Regions from separate parts of the Mus musculus genome. Here regions 1 and 2 are each linked to region 3. A link is a contact called in public promoter capture Hi-C data. All regions are on one chromosome and are shown on one strand. The core of a region is the stretch at or near the end of the contact, and the rest is flanking DNA. Distances in the headings are between cores, read along the strand shown.

The links. Promoter capture Hi-C pulls out the DNA fragments that hold promoters and counts their contacts. Capture Hi-C pulls out chosen DNA fragments and counts their contacts.
Region 1: a promoter capture Hi-C map of adipose tissue shows a contact between it and region 3. The contact joins two enhancer-like sites.
Region 2: a contact with region 3 is called in a promoter capture Hi-C map of hippocampal neurons, with 4 times the contacts expected there. The contact joins the promoter of Spink8 here to the enhancer-like site in region 3. A contact is called at or near these places in 19 of 39 promoter capture datasets (the 3T3-L1 cell line, 3T3-L1-derived adipocytes, the C10 cell line and 10 more), 2 of 15 datasets of contacts at CTCF or cohesin (large pre-B cells and stem cell-derived epiblast-like cells), 3 of 484 Hi-C or Micro-C datasets (the G1E-ER4 cell line and embryonic stem cells), 1 of 115 datasets of contacts at active chromatin or transcription factors (epiblast stem cells) and 1 of 9 other capture datasets (liver).

Annotation. Positions count from the first base shown.
Region 1 is chr9:108,468,032-108,471,690 of GRCm38.p6, reverse strand. No RefSeq gene overlaps it. Among named protein-coding and RNA genes, the nearest start is that of Ccdc71, 9.3 kb to the right of the region's middle. Within about 2 kb of position 1,825, at least 17 of the 459 cell types and tissues checked have an H3K27ac peak or open chromatin away from gene starts, as enhancers often do. A contact at or near this core is called in adipose tissue, where this site is marked.
Region 2 is chr9:109,815,073-109,818,439 of GRCm38.p6, reverse strand. Spink8 (serine peptidase inhibitor, Kazal type 8) reads right to left here and starts at 1,813. Exons shown (of 5, transcript NM_183136.2): 1 at 1,612-1,813. The coding sequence starts at 1,678. It overlaps Gm51691, which reads left to right. Exons shown (of 1, transcript XM_030244768.1): 1 at 1-3,367. The coding sequence starts at 3,266.
Region 3 is chr9:109,007,826-109,011,555 of GRCm38.p6, reverse strand. It overlaps Pfkfb4 (6-phosphofructo-2-kinase/fructose-2,6-biphosphatase 4), which reads right to left. Exons shown (of 14, transcript NM_173019.5): 7 at 3,086-3,207; 8 at 900-1,107; 9 at 252-398. Among named protein-coding and RNA genes, the nearest start is that of Pfkfb4, 18 kb to the right of the region's middle. Within about 2 kb of position 1,740, at least 92 of the 459 cell types and tissues checked have an H3K27ac peak or open chromatin away from gene starts, as enhancers often do. A contact at or near this core is called in the G1E-ER4 cell line, the HPC-7 cell line, adipose tissue and 1 more, where this site is marked.

The sequences.
Region 1 (3,659 bases), core at 576-3,075, 540 kb after region 3:
TATGGGGCTGGAGAGAGACTGCTCTTCCAGAGGTCCTGAGTTCAACTCCCAGCAACAACATAGTAGCTCACAACCATCTGCAATGGGATCTGATGCCCTCTTCTGGTGTGTCTGAAGACAGCTACAGTATACCAATATAAATAAAGTAAAATAAATAAATCTTTGTTAAAAAAAAATACACAGGGCAGTGACAGCTCATGCCTTTAATCCCAGCACTCGGGAGGCAGAGGCAGGTGGATTTCTGAGTTCGAGGCCAGCCTGGTCTACAGAGTGAATTCCAGGACAGCCAGGGCTACACAGAGAAACTCTGTTTTAGTTAGGGTTTTACTGCTGTGAACAGACACCACGACCAAGGCAAGTCTTATAAAAAACATTTAATTGGGGCTGGCTTAAAGGTTCAGAGGTTCAGTCCATTATCATCAAGGTGGGAGCATGGCAGTATCCAGGCAGGCATGGTGCAGGCAGAGCTGAGAGTTCTACACCTTCATCCAAAGGCTGCTAGTGGAAGACTGACTTCCAGGCAACTAGGGTGAGGATCTTAAGTCCACACCCACAGTGACACACCTACTCCAACCAGGTCACACCAATTGCAACAACGACACACCTCCAGATGGTGTCACTCCCTGGTCCAAGAATATACAAACCATCACAAACCCTGTCTCAAAACAAAAACAAAAACAAAAACAACTGGGCTGGAGAAATGCCTCAGCACTGACTGCTCTTCCAAAGGTCCTGAGTTCAAATCCCAGCAACTCACAACCATCTGTAATGAGATCTGACACCCTCTTCTGGTGCGTCTGAAGACAGCTACAGTGTACTTATGTATAATAATAAATAAGTCTTTGTGCCAGAGCGAGCAGGGACTGAGCGAGTTGGGTTGACCGGAGCGAGTCCTAAAAAAGTTCAATTCCCAACAACCACATGAAGGCTGACAACCATCTGTACAGCTACAGTGTACTTATATACATAAAGTAAATAAATAAGTACCGGGTGTGGTGGCACACAACTTTAATCCCAGCACTCAGGAGGCAGAGGCAGGCGGATTTCTGTGTTCGAGGCCAGCCTGGTCTACAAAGTGAGTTCCAGGAAGCCAGAGCTACACAGAGAAACCCTGTCTCGAAAACCAACCAACCAAACAAAAAAAGTAAATAAATCTTAAAAAACAAAAAACAAACCACAACTTTAGCCCTCGTACTGTCTCTCTGCAGCTGCTTTTGAATAATCTAACAGATCTTTCTGTGTGGCACTATTCTTGGGGACATGTTAACAAAAGTCTACTCCAGGCAATGAGCTGGAAACAGTACAAAGTACAGACACCACCAAACATGTCCAACATGGCGAACCAATGAGTTTTATTGGGGTTCCTTACAGGAACAGAAAAAAATGACCCAAAGACAGCGGCTTCACCAAAGCCCTTCTCAGCATGGGGGACAAAGATGAAGTCTGGAAACCTGGAGCACACTCTGCCTGCAGGCAGATCAGCAAGCTGCAGAATCACTTGGTGTGAGCCTCTCCCAGGCGGCTTGTCTTGTCTCAGCCTACTCTGGTTGGCCTTGCAGGTCTGTTTGCTTCAGGCAGCCTAGCTAGCCTGAGCCGGGATGGTCAGCTTGTCTGAGTGTCTCTAGGCAGACAGTCTTTACTACTTCTATTTGCTCAGGGAGGGAGGGACCTAGTGAATTCCATCAGTTTCAAGGACTTTAGGAATTCCTGGGCCGAATGAGCTTCCTGGCAGTACAGACTATTTCTCCTCCCTAGAATATCTTGTATCTTAAGGAGCCTCCTTCAAGGATGGGATGTTTCACTACCTCTTAGAACGTCCTGTGTCCTAAGGAGCCTCCCTGAATAATGGATTGTTTCCTCCTTCCCTTAGATTGTAAAGTTCAGAACAGCCAGTATCTTAAGGAGACACTGAAATGGATTTTATCTTAGAGAAAATTGCTACACAACACATAGCCCTGCATGGAGTTACAGGGCAGTTAAATCACTCAGATAAAGGAGATGATTGGTCCTCAACCTCAAACCTACAGGCCTTGAACTTACCATTAGTTAATTCGGGGACAGTTGGGGCACTGCCCACTCAAGACACATTTAGAGGTCAGAGAACTGTGTGGGTGGCCTCTAGGATCAGGTCTCAGTCACCATGTTGGGAAGGAAGCCTTTCTTCATTGTTCCCGTGCAGCCTGCTCCGAACTCCTGGGAGTGATCTGTGGCCTCGGCACCTAAGATGTCGGCTCAGGTGTCACCTTTGTCAATGACAGGAGGGCAGAGAGCAGCTGGTGGGATGGGTCATCACAGCCTCGCTCACTGTCATCTGCTCCTGCCCTCCTTTTGGCCTCACAGCTACTCCATACCCATCTCTGCTTCCGAGTATCTTCTGAACCTTTATTTCCCGTCTCTCCCAGGATGCAAGTTTCCCCCAGACAACGCCAACTCTCCTTCCTTAGGCCTCCACGAGGTTTCCCGTCCTTCCAAACAATCCGTTTGGTTCTCACTTTTTTGTTCATATCTTTCCTGTGGTTCATGTCTCCTGGTCTCGTGAACTCTGACCCCTGCCCTATTCTCACCCCCCACCCTTCCTACGTATGATTCTCCACTGGTACAATCGACCTGTGCTCTCCTGCCTCTCTGACAGCTTCCCTGCATAGATCCTGTCCTGCTATGATTTGTTTCCACAAGAGGTAGGGCTGAGCACCAAGAACTTGACAGAATCCAAAAAGATGGTGGTATGCATAGGCGGAGGTCCTCACTTCATTCTCCAAATCCTCAAGGTCTTGAGGGCGAATTGTTTCCAGTTGAAAAAGCATAAGGGCCTGGGCAGAACCACTGCCCTCTTGATGTGGGGAATGGCATGAGGTAAGGTGAGGATATCATGACCACTCGGTCCCAAGGATACTCCCCCCCACCCCCTTTCATCACTGTTTTCCTTTTCGGAGACAGTGTTGTGTAGCCTAAGCTGATCTCTAACTCGAGATTCTCTTGCTTAAGCCTCCCTAGTTCTGGGATTATGTGCATTCCTCCCTTCTCCCTCCTCTGTTTTTGAGCTGGTCTTGTGTATTTGTGCCTGGATGTGTGTACATGACACACAGGCAATCTTGTCCATGCAGGTACATATATGAAGGCCAGGAGCTGATGACAGGATATCTTCAATTGCTTACCCATCTTTCTTTTTAAAAAGATTTAGGGCTGGTGAGATGGCTCAATGGGTAAGAGCACCCGACTGCTCTTCCGAAGATCCGGAGTTCAAATCCCAGCAACTACATGGTGGCTCACAACCATCTGTAACAAGATCTGATGCTCTCTTCTTGAGTGTCTGAAGACAGCTACAGTGTACTTATATATACTAAATAAATAAATAAATCTTTAAAAATTTTTTTATACAGCTGGGCGGTGGTGTTGCATGCCTTTAATCCCAGCACTTGGGAGGCAGAGGCAGGCAGATTTCTGAGTTCGAGGCCAGCCTGGCCTACAGTGAGTTCCAGGACAGCCAGGGCTACACAGAGAAACCCTGTCTCAAAAAACAAACAAACAAACAAAAAAAAAACACACACACAAAAAAATTATACATATTGTGAATTTTTGCTTGCATGAATAGGATATACCATATGCATGCCCTGCACTTGGAGGCCAGAGGGAGGCATCGGATCTGTTGCAACTGGAGT
Region 2 (3,367 bases), core at 564-3,063, 810 kb before region 3:
CAGAAGAAGGCATCAGATCCCATTACAGATGGTTGTGAGCCAACATGTGGTTGCTGGAAATCAAACTTGGGACTTCTGGAAGAGCAGTCAGTGTTCTTAACCACTGAGCCATCTCTCCAGCCCCCCTGCCCGTCTTTCTTTAGGGTCTGTGTAGTCTGGGCTGACTTTGGGATTACTGTATAAGTCCAGGGTGACCTTGAACTTCTGAGCCTGCTTCCTCTACCTCCCGCTGGCTTCTAATAATGTGCTAGTATTACAGATGTGTGCTTGTGTCCAGTTATGTGGTGCTAGGGATGGAGCCCAGGGCTTTGTGCATGCTAGGCAAGCACTCTTCTGAGCCACCCTCAACCATCCCTGCCACTTGTATTTGTATTAGTTGGTTAAGAAAATATATTTTAGGTTGTAAATTATCTGTAATACTAATATTGAGATACCTTAAAGGATGTTGAGTTTCACTATTCTACATGTAAGTAATTATAGAAGAATCATACATAATTAATTATAGTTCAGTCATATAACTTCAAGTCATAGAACAACAGGATCTCTCTACATAGCCCTGGCTGTCCTGGAATTCACTCTGTAGATCAGGCTGGTCTCAAGCTCAAATTCACAGAGATCCACCTGCCCCTGCCTCTGAAATGTTGGGATTAAAGGTGTGGACAACCATGTCTGACATCTACACACTCTTAATGTACTTTCTTCTTGAGTCATTTATGAAAATATCTATTGATATTTGGCATGGGTCATGCTATCACTGTATCTCCTACCATTGGTGTGTCCTACTGTGAGTCTGGGGACATTACTGCCATATAAGTTATCTAGCTTAGTTTGCAGCACACAGTAAATATTTCTTGGATATGTAATAAGCTAATTCTGTGCCCTGGGAAACCCATTATGGTATTAAAAATCTTGGGAGCAATATAGATGACGTCTTACAGTAATTTAAGCTGTTACTAAGCAAACGTTCTCTCAGAATTGAGAAAAATAATTCCTATTGATGACTAATGTTCTGTTTCAGACAAGGCATCTGGCAAATGGGCCACACAGGTAGCTGCCACTGATGTGGCAAATGCTGAGAAGAAAGTCTAAATGGGAAAGAATGTGTGGGGCAGGGCCCGACAGCCTCTACAGTTAACTGTGGATGCTGCATTTGCTAAACACTGTCATTCATTAGCCAGAAGAATAAGAGTCTCCTACAGAGCCTACTGAAGTTCTTTTTGTGCTTGAGATATGTACAGATATGAAGTGTAGGAATGAGTGCTTCCTAGGTGTCTTGATAAACTGGTCTTTTGGAAAACCAGTGGTTCTGGATTGGAAAGGCTGGAATCCAGCTCCCAGTTTTGATACCAGTGACAATATGTGAATCTTTTCTTTCTCTGGATTTCTGCTTCATTTGTAAAATGAGTTAAGGATCAAATAAATCAAAGTGGTGACTGGGGATATGGCTAAATGGTACAATGCTTAGGCAATATGCACAAGGTATTCAATCTCTAGCACTATGAATGAGTGAACAAACGAATGAATCTAATGGCATGGCATTTATACCACTAATATCCCCATCGATTAGATATATTGCAGAAAATGTGGATAGAGCAAGAAGTTGTAACTCACCAACTGCAAGGGAAGTCCACACTGAGCTGGCCAGAACAAGGACTGCAACTGAGAAGATCACCTTCATGGTGACAGACCTGTGGAAGGAAGCAGTTATTTGCCCTCTGGCTTTGCTTGCTTTCACCTGTGGAAGACACTCCTGACTGAAGGAGCCTCAGCTCAGTGTTAAAGACGTCAGAAGGACAGCAGCGTCTCTATCTCTGCTGGCCCCCGCAGTGTAGAGAAAAGTAGTCTTTCCTGTTCTCCCCTACCCTCTCCGTTCTCTGGGGGAGAAATTCCTTCTGTGATAACCATCTGCAGAATCAGTGTTCCTGCAACAGACACGAGTCACATGCTGTTCTCTTCAGTAATTTCTCTTACTCCTACGTAAGAGCAAACCACAGAAGCTAAGAAGCAAGGTTAGTACATTTAGACACTTTCCCAGAATTCTGGATTTAATGGATTAGGTCTTTGTCTTAGTTCCACAGGTGGTGCTGTCTGTGTGCTGAGTTTTACAGCTTGGATGGGATTGCCATCATGGGCTCAGCTGTGCTTAGGTCTCAGGGCCGACTAAGTCTGGGGTCCTCTTGCAGTGGTTTGAATAGGAATGGCACCCATAGGCTCATATATTTGAATGCGCTGTCATCAGTGAGTGGCATTACTTGAGAAAGATGAAGAGCTGTGGCCTTGTTGGAGGAAGGGAATGGGTTTTGGGGTTTCAAGAGTCCAAGTCAGGTCCAGTGTTGCATTCTTTCTGCTGCTAGAAGCCAGTGTAGAGTTCTTAGCTACTTCTTCAGCACCGTGTCTTCCTGCATGCTACCATGTTTCCCACCATGATGAAAATGAACTGATCTGTAGGCAAGCCTGACTAAATGTTTTCTCTTCTAAGAGTTGCCTTGGCCACCCTGTCTTTTCACAGCAGCAGAACAGTGAGCAGGCCAATATTCTTGAGAATACTTTCATGGGACAGCATAACTGATTCAGTAGCTCACCCCAGTGTATGGCTACTCCAGTGTATGGCTACTCCAGTGTATGGCTACTCACTCCAGTGTATGGCTACTCCAGTGTATGGCTACCCCAGTGTATGGCTAACCCAGTGTATGGCTACCCCAGTGTATGGCTACTCCAGTGTATGGCTACTCCAGTGTATGGCTACTCCAGTGTATGGCTACTCCAGTGTATGGCTACTCCAGTGTATGGCTACCCCAGTGTATGGCTACCCCAGTGTATGGCTACTCCAGTGTATGGCTACTCCAGTTTATGGCTACTCCAGTGTATGTCTACTCCAGTTTATGGCTACTCCAGTGTATGGCTACTCACTCCAGTGTATGGCTACTCACTCCAATGTATGGCTACTCCAGTGTATGGCTACTCCAGTGTATGGCTACTCCAGTGTATGGCTACCCCAGTGTATGGCTACCCCAGTGTATGGCTACCCAGTGTATGGCTACCCCAGTGTATGGCTACCCCAGTGTATGGCTACCCCAGTGTAGGGCTACCCCAGTGTATGGCTACCCCAGTGTATGGCTACCCCAGTGTATGGCTACTCCAGTGTATAGCTACTCCAGTGTATGGCTACCCCAGTGTATGGCTACTCACTCCAGTGTACGGCTACTCACTCCAATGTATGGCTACTCCAGTGTATGGCTACTCCAGTGTATGACTACTCCAGTGTATGGCTACTCCAGTGTATGGCTATTCCAGTGTATGGCTACCCCAGTGTATGGCTACTCCAGTGTATGGCTACTCCAGTGTATGGCTACCCCAGTGTATGGCT
Region 3 (3,730 bases), core at 491-2,990:
GGAGGCAGAGGCAGGTGGATTTCTGAGTTCCAGTCCAGCCTGGTCTACATAGTGAGTTCCAGGACAGCCAGGGCTACACAAAGAAACCCTATCTCAAAAAACAAAAAAACAAAACCCAAAAAAAGCTCAAAAGTATGACTACCCTACATTATTCTCCAGACCATACTGAGCACAAATTAGGGCAGGCAGATCTCCCTGGCCCTGAGGACAGTGCCTAGGAGGCAGGTAGGGGAGGAAGGGACCGTAGTTACCGCATCGATCTCGTTGAGGACCTTCCACTGCTCATAAGGGACGCTCAGCGCCTCGGCTGTCTGGATCGTCCTCTTCATCTGGCTCGTCCAGACCTTCAGATCCTTAATGTTCTGGTCACTGATGAACTGGGCCAGATGCTTGGAAAACTGGAACACATTTACAGCACACTCAGCCCCACAGGTCCTGGGCTGCCTCAAGCATAGGCCCCACAGGGTCCTGACCAAACCCAGGAAGTGGGTTTAGTTTTTAAAAAGTCACACTAACTTCCCAATGGTGTACACATCCAAGTTCTGTGCCTTCTCCCCAGACCCCAGGAGCAACCCCAGATTTGTTGATCAACTGCCCCAAGGCCATGTAACCTCTTCTATGAGTCCTCGATATCCCCCTGAACCATGTCAAGGCCATAGCTGTTCAGTTGGGGCTCGGGCTGCTCTAAGGGGAATGGCCTCTGCCTGGAGAATGTTCATGTGCGTTTGCTCAGCACCTCATCCCCTTTCCCACGTTCTACACCGGATAATGACTCTCTGCCTCAACTGCACATTGGCTATAGCAGCCCCTACACACATATTCACATATCCATCCCTCTACCTGAAGGTACCGATGCACCGATGCATGCCCATGTGCATCACACACACACACACACTGACCTCCCGGCCCCGGGGGGACAGTCCAGGATCCCCACCAATCCGGCCCTTGAGGTTTAGCTCGCTCTCCCCATGCCGGCAGAGGTAGATGGAGCGGGGTGTCACATGGATGTTCATGAGGTAATAAACGATGCGACTCTGGATGTGATCAGCAACACGGTTCACCACATAGCTCTGGCCCACGTCCATGATCTTGATGTAGGACAGATCCCTTGCCAGAGAGAAGGTAGAGAGCGCCTGTGAGGGTGGCCAGGCCCTTGGAAGCACACCGGCAGCCACAGGAACTAGCTGAAAAGCCTGCGACTCTGCCCACTGGATCTGGGATCACAACACACAGGACCGGCAGCTGGTGTGAGAGTGGCAGGGGGTGAGGCAGCTGGGACACACCTCAGTGACACACATACACGTGCTGTGGGGGTGGGGGGTCAACACTCATTGTGCTAAAGGGGACAGCTAGAACAGTGGTCGGTGAAGTCATATCAGGATTTTACTGCTGCGTGTGTGTTTCCAGACCCCTTCCTGTCACCCTCTGTGCTCCGTAAGCTGAACCAGAGACAGCTGTTCCTACGGCTGACCTGGCAGACGCTGGCAAGCGCTGCACTCCCCAAAGTTCCTAGGCAGCTTTCTTTCCCCCAGAGACCCTCGCCTCCAGTCACACAGTCAGGGTCACATATACGCCAAGGAGCTACTACCCCTCCTCCTCAGGCATCCTGTGGCCAAGAAGCACAGGAAGACAGTGCTGGCCTCTCTCTCCACTTTGCGCCTGGGCGATGCTTCTGCTTAGAGAGCACATATGTTGGCAGCGGTGGGGAGGGATGACTTAGCAAGTGCTGAAGCTGGGCTGTGACTTAGCAGTGCTGGGATCGGGCTGTGACTTGGCCATGCTGGGGACAGGCAGTGACTTAGCAGTGCTGGGAACGGGGGGGTGAAGCAGCTGAGAGTTCCCGGATGTTCTCATACAAGTTCTCCCTGTCTGTACCCTTATTACCTTTACTCTACCAATAACCCCGGGAGCAACGTTTGCTGACAGGTCTAACTGGGGCTGTTCAGGGTGAGGCTCTCGTGCAGTAGCCCTGCAGAGTGACAAGAAGCAATGCCGGGGAGGCGGGGGGGGGGGGGGGAGTTGAATAACAAGGCCACACAGGGACAGGCCTAAGGGCCACTCAGCTCCAGTCTGGCTGCAGAGCCCAGCAGAGGGGAGATGTGTCAGCCCACGGGCAACACAGGCACCACCATTCTATGAGTACCCGGAAGCCGTCCCTCTAGCAGCTGCTGTGTTCCTTGGATCATATATTATACATTATATATGATCATACATTATCTATTCTTATGTAATCATAAACACCAAACACATATTTATAACCCAGCCTTTCACTTAACACTGTGCAATGCACGCTCCCACGTCTTTCTATAATTATGGTTTATGGTGACTAAGATTTCACCATGGCCTCAGTGCTATTTACTTCATTCACTGCTGCTGGTTATACTTAGGCCAAGAGGCACAGTACTGCCAACAACGCAAATGCCGCCCACAGGCTGTTTTCTATCAAGTTTTAGTGGAACACACCCATGGCCATTTATTTACAGTTTCTTTTGCAGCACAATGGCACAGTCAGTAACTGTAGCAGGGTTCCAAACCCTAAATAAACCATTCATTATCTGGCCAGTTGGCTGGAGATGTTGCTGATGCCAGCCACAAGACCCTCAGCTGGGCACCCACTTTGGAAGTGAAGGTCCTTGGCCACTCAGCACTCCTGCTTGCCATTCTGTCCCAGAGGGAGGCAGATGGACCTGACAAGTAGTGGCCATCGACTGCTGCTCATAGGCAGATCTGGCTAGCTCCTGTCCACTCCCCAACAGCAGAATGAAAGAAATGTATGAAGTGTTTGCAAACACCTTTTGGGAAGGCCTCCTGCATAGAAATTAGGTTTGATTTTATAGTGAGACAGGAGAAAGTCCCACAGGAGGTAATGAGTGTTCTGTAAGCCACCTCTAGCCAACAACTTCTGCCTCAAGGAAAGAAACAAAAGTGGTCAGACCACACCGGCCTTCTGGAGTGCTTCCCTGAGAGGCCATCACCCTTAGGCGACCACCACACGGAGCCACCACAGGGAATCACACCGAGATGGCCAAGTGGACTCCCCCCACCCCCCTCAGTGCCGCTGCAGCCACGGGGCTCTCTCACCCACCTGTCCAGGTCTTCATCCAGCGACTCATATGAGTTTTCATAGCATTCAATGCGCCTCATGAAGTCTTCGGTGGCTTCGTCGCTGTCCCGGTTGACATAGTCAGGGCTGCCCAGCTTCACTTGCTGTCGGAGTCAGGCACAGAGCAAGAAGCCATCAGGGCTGGAATCCAGGCAGAGCCAGAAAGCAAGAGCACAGCTAGGCAGGGGGCAGGGAGGTGGGACCAGAAGCCAGGCCAGGGCTGGGGGCCTGAGGCCAGAGCCTAGCTGGGGACTGCTCCCATCAGGAATGCTCCGCCTGTTAGCCTTTCACCCTGTGTCTCAGTGAGAAGCCTACAGCTCTTTCTCCTGAATTATCTTTCAAACCCATACAGCCATTCGAGATAAATGAGGAGTACAGATTAAGACAGGGAGTGGGAAAAAAACCCACTTAAATAGAAACCCAGCCCACCCTGACTGAGGTACCCTTCTGCTGGCCAGGGCTGTGGGGGAGGGGAACGCAGAGCAAGGAACGGGAAAAGAGCAAGAACGAAGGCCCATGAGGCACACAGCCCTCTACACAACTGGTCCTCAGGACTCCAGGCTCATCCACCTCCCCAGTCCCACAAAATTTAAGATCACTGAAGGTCAGGCCAAGAACCAGCCCAAA